Regions from separate parts of the Xenopus tropicalis genome. Here region 1 is linked to region 2. The links are chromatin contacts, called in public Hi-C maps. All regions are on one chromosome and are shown on one strand. Each heading gives the region's core, a stretch centred on a gene start, on an enhancer-like site or on the middle of the called end of the contact. The rest is flanking DNA. Distances are from core to core; before and after follow the strand shown.

Region 1 (2,700 bases), core at 139-2,638, 140 kb before region 2:
CCCCAGTGATCCCTACACAGGGGCTCATAAACAATCTGTTGTGTACCACCTCATTTGATGTTGCTCCCAGGGGCCTCAAAGCAAGTGCACGTTTTTAAATTGACCTGGAGGAAAGTTACGGAGGCATAAAGGCACAGGTTTAGTCAAAAGAGAAATTTCTGCTATACATTGTTTTTAAAAATTTTAATTATTTGCTTATAATGGAGTCTATGGGAGATGGCCTTCCCGTAATTTGGAACTTTCTGGATAACGGGTTTCTACATAGCTTTTCCTATACCCAAGGCTGTATTTATATATAGGCACCCAAGGTCCTGTGCCTAGGGGGGCAGCCTATGGGTGCTTATATAATCAATATTACAAAAAGAATAGAAACCTTCCCAGCTCCCAGATGTACCCTTCCGAGATCACTGGCGCATATAACATCACTTCCGGCAGAAGTGACATCATGTGGAGGGGAAGTGACATTATGCATGCATGACGTCATTTCCACAGCCTAGGTGCACATTTAGGTCCGGTGCCCATGGTGGCAATTGATCTAAATACAGTGCTGCCTATACCTGTGTAAGTATAGCAAAAAATATATTTTGCCATATTATCATCCTGCGGAGTGCTATACTTACTCATCTTATTATCTTTCATTATCAACACCCCAGGATTTGGTTTTATTAAATTACTAAATATTCTAAGCAGACAATATATTACATTTGGCTATATACTGAATTATTCATTATAATGGATCTTTTGTTACTTTATAAATGTTGCTGTCACTAACCAGAAGAGTTTCCTTGGACAAGAAGCTGCCATGTGGCAGACTGACATTGTTGTGGTTAAACAGATGCAGAAGGAGAGAGGATCCTAACACTGATCTGTACATACAGTGCACTTTTATCAGATAGCTCCCGTTAGAATGCAGCGCGACTGTTTATTGTTCACGTAGGTATATAACGCATTGTTTTTCCCCATTTGCTTAACAAATAAGAAATCATTTTACTTTTGTAAATGGGATCTGTGGGTTTATTGACAGTGGGATAATTACAGCGTTACCTTGGAATACTTCAGCTTGTCAAAGGCCTTTTATTGCTTTGTTGTCTTTGTGTAACTTCCTCCCATTGTGCTGGGCTTGAACACTAAACAGAACCTATATTAACTGTCAGTTAATTACACAGTATTTTTCTACAGTTTTTACCAGTCAAAGGGGCAGGTAGGCTACAATCATTCAACTCCATCACTGTCACCGCCAACAAAGGAATCAATAAAGATGAGTCAGTTAGTGTCACCAATTGCCTGATACTCAAAGCCTCCCATTCCTAATTGCCTTTAGAGACGGCTGATAATACAAACTTTGAAGTGAAAATCAGTCTAATGAGTGGCCCTGCTGAGAGGGTAGATCATATGTCAAAGCAGTCTGCGGACGCTTGCAGGCAAACAAAGCCACCGTTCCTTTAGGAACTGAAGGGACCAATGCAAGTCTGGAACTCGGAGTTCTACTACAATGATAGAGACTGGCTCTCAGCATGGAACCCCGGCATGCTGATCCAGTCTGCCTCACTCTCTCTCTTCAGTTTTACTCATTGCTTTTAACTACAAAGGGTCACATTTTAAAAAGACTACATATGTGATCCGAGTTCAAAATCGCAAGCCCACAAAAAGTTCCTGTGGATTGTATTGGCAAAAGACAGGGAACTTGGAAGCCAAATAGTGATTATGTGAGTGACTGCCTGTAACTGATATGTCTGACTGCAAATTCAGTAACTATCCATGGGTGGAGCTGTGTTTGGGGGTGTAAGTAGGGGTGATTGCCCATGCACATGATGGAGCTAGACACCTGGGTGGGTCTAATCGCAACCTGCTTGCATTTTTATCTGCTCACACTCGCTACCTACTGACCAACGTAATTCCTCTTGAGCCAGGCCCAGACTGGGTTTCAAAATAGGTCCTGGCTAGTGATGAGTGAATCTGTCCCGTTAGCGACACTATTAAAAAAATAGGAAACTGCCGAAAACTTTGTGAATTATGGCTACTGCTTTATGCGCCCAACATTTTTGATGCAACCGCACCTTTTTTTACATGACTGTGCCATCTTTTGACATGCCGGCAAATTTTTCGCAGTGACATTTTGCGCCAGTTTCGCTAAAAATTTGGCAAATGGCAAAATTTTGCAGTTCCTGGCGAAAAAATGTACCCATCACTAGCCCTGGCATTTCAAGTACACAGAGGTGAAAGTACACCACTATTTGGTAAATACACTTCTAAAAATCCTATAGGAATGAATAGAACATGGGTGAGTATTTATGTTTTTTTTTTTTAATTTAAGATTTTTATTGATTTTATAGAGAAAAAGAAGACAATTAACAGGTCGCTATACACGGAGGCATTCACATATACAGTTTTTCATCTTATATACCGTATTTTTCGCCCTATAAGACGCTCCGGAATATAAGACGCACCCAATTTTAAAGGAGGAAAATCTAGAAAAAAAAGATTCTGAACCAAATACTGTAGTAAAATATTTTATATCAACTGTATAAAGTTAATTGTCTCTGGGCTCGCACATAATGAGGCTTCCCCCAGGGCCCCCCCCCCAAGCATCCTTCAGCTTCCCCCAGGCCCCCCCCCCCAAGTATCCTCCAGCGTCCCCCAGGGCCTCGCATCCTCCAGCTCCCCCACGGCACCCCCAGCATTCTTCAGCTTCCCCCAGGG
Region 2 (2,700 bases), core at 98-2,597:
CCTTCACTCAATCAGCAACCCAGCTAAAACACAAAGAGTTAAAATCCTTCAAAACTATATATAGTTTCTATATAATATAAAGTGCAATGTCTAGTGCAGAATGTGCCTAGGACAGGTGAGGATGACAGATTAAGATGAATTTGGGAACGGGCCAAGGCACTGGAGGGTCTGGTTGCAGGTGGCCTAATTTGCACACAAAGGACAGAGGGTGCTAGTCTGGAGGGACCCATGGCACCCGACTCGAGTATAAGCCGAGGGTGACTTTTTCAGCACATTTTGGGTGCTGAAAAACTAGGCTTATACTCGAGTATATACAGTAATTACAGTTGATGGATTATATTACATATCTCACAGGCTATGGCTTCCCTCACTCATACAAATACACACGTATGTGCAAAGAGAAGAGCAAACTATACTAACAATGGAATACTTCAATGCAAAATTCTGCTTGTTAATCATACTGAAATATAATATATAGTATAAATAAGTAATATATAGTATAAATAAGTAATATATAGTATAAATAAGTATAATAGTATAATAGTATAATTGATATGAATGGAGCAATCTCTGTAAGGGCACTGCATAAGACTTGTATCAATTTCTAATAAAATTTGTATTCAACTTCAAATAAAATCTGAATTTATATCCTTCTATTTATATATATAAATGTTTATAATTTTTAATGACTCTAGAATTAAATTTTATAAGTATAAAACATATTTGCTCGTTGTTGTGTAATTGTTGTGTGATTTTAATCTGTGTTATTTTCCCATCGTTGTAGGTTCATGTTAGCTGGGTTTTTTTGTTTTTTTTTACAATTATTTGCCTTGAGGTGTCACTTGCGCAAACACTTCACAATTCTAATTTTTTTGTCTCCCAAGTGGCACTAAAGCTTTAATGGCAGACTACACCCTTCCATAAATAAAGGCTCAAAATAATTAGCATAGAGGATCCATTTCAAAACGCAGCCGACTTTATGGAGCCTTCCCTCGTTCAATTAGAGCACTTGAAGTATTTACCCGCAGACTGTTGTGCTTTACAACTCTGGAAAGTAACAATGTTAGCAATGCTGTAAATGGTGGGAGTGAAAGAGACTTCAAAGGCGAAACATTTCCAGGTAATTGCTTCTAATTATCATGTTTAGTGACAGTGATGTTCTGTCTCTTGACATACTGATTGTATCTCCTGATATCACTTGTGGAAATTATCCTGTGCTTAATTGATTACACCTCCTTTACCTTGATAGCCAGCTTAAAATGATTCATAATGCACAAAAAGGCACAATAAACAGACCAGGTCTTTAATTAAAGGGAACCCGAGGTTATCTAGGAGCCCACACTGGCTAGCCTTTCAAGTGCAGGCCCTGTATGGCCTGGGATTTACGTGCACATTCTGAAGTCTCCACCTCTCCCAGGAGCAAACATCAAAGAATTTTATGCAACTGATTGCGAGGAACATGTCAAACAGTTACTGATTAAAAGCATGTGATGTTCTTCAGGTCCTACAGACGTATGTGGACCCCAAAGGGTACAGATAAGCCCCATATCTTATAATGGAGTCAGAAGGACGTTTATAATGAGACCCGGCTGTTGTGATCCTATCACATTGATGGCTCTGGTTGACCTCTGTTTGCCCATGACTTGTAAGGGCTCTGGCATATGAGGAAATTTGTTGCCTGCGTTTTTTCCCCCCGGCGTTTTGGCGACAAGTCGCCACGACAATACCCACGAAGAGATTTCATGCCAGTTGAGCTCCAGGCGATCTGCTACCCATGGTTACCCCTCCCACATGTTTACTCAAGTCGCTCAGAAAAGGGTCTGTGTGCGATTTGAAACAGCAGGCGATTTCCATTGGTTTAGCATTGGCGTCTTGTCGCTCGTCTTGTCGCCAAATCACTCTTTTAAAAATCACCAGCGACAAATTTCCTCCTGTGCCAGAGCTCTAAAGAGAAAGCCACGCTTCCATGTTCCAGGTAGGTATAGCCTGGCATTGCTATCATTTATGACATCCTAGTTATACTCACAGTGCACAACCAGCCATTTGCTTGTCTTAAATTGAGTCATTGCCAGTTGCTGGTAAGACATATTAACCTGACATCTTGCCAGAGGCAGATGGCACTAGAAAATTGTGGGTATGGTTGAGAGTGTCAGTAGGCACTGGCTTGCATATTTATCCACGATGGGAGCTACAACTATGATAGTAGTCAGGGCTGCCATTAGGGAGAATGGAGGAACTGCAGTCAAGGGTCCTACGTCCTAAAAGAGAGATTCAAGGGTTATGAAGGGACAGGGCCCAAAACCTTTGAGCAAAGCAAGGTTTTAGCATATTGGTCCATGACTGGACATGGTCATGTGTATGTGGTCTTTTTTCATTAGGACCCAATTTTACTGGTTGGCCAGGCTTATGTCTCTAATGAGCTAATGACTGGGGACCCCTGCGGTAGTATGGGGCCCTGGGTTTCGTGAGAGTGACCATGTTAGTAGTGGTTAAATGCAGGGGAAAAGCTGCAATTTGCCAAAGCAAGCTTTAGCCAGACAGGGTCAGTGCCAATGCAGGGGCACTGCCAAAAAATTCACATGAAGTCTTCTTATTGTACATTATCCAAAAGCACAAATCGAAAATCTACATGCCAATGAGTCCCAAGGACTAAACCAAACTTTTGAAACTAGTTTTCCTACTTTAGGATTGAGTCTTCTG

What was found. Hi-C and Micro-C count contacts between places; a contact is called where the count stands out from the background.
Region 1: a contact with region 2 is called in a Hi-C map of neurula embryo, with 2.4 times the contacts expected there. The contact joins two enhancer-like sites. A contact is called at or near these places in 2 of 5 Hi-C or Micro-C datasets (gastrula embryo and neurula embryo).

Annotation. Positions count from the first base shown.
Region 1 is chr1:26,149,334-26,152,033 of UCB_Xtro_10.0, reverse strand. No RefSeq gene overlaps it. Among named protein-coding and RNA genes, the nearest start is that of stx18, 17 kb to the left of the region's middle. Within about 2 kb of position 1,388, at least 3 of the 11 cell types and tissues checked have an H3K27ac peak or open chromatin away from gene starts, as enhancers often do. A contact at or near this core is called in neurula embryo, where this site is marked.
Region 2 is chr1:26,005,783-26,008,482 of UCB_Xtro_10.0, reverse strand. No RefSeq gene overlaps it. Among named protein-coding and RNA genes, the nearest start is that of msx1, 35 kb to the right of the region's middle. Within about 2 kb of position 1,347, at least 1 of the 11 cell types and tissues checked has an H3K27ac peak or open chromatin away from gene starts, as enhancers often do. A contact at or near this core is called in neurula embryo, where this site is marked.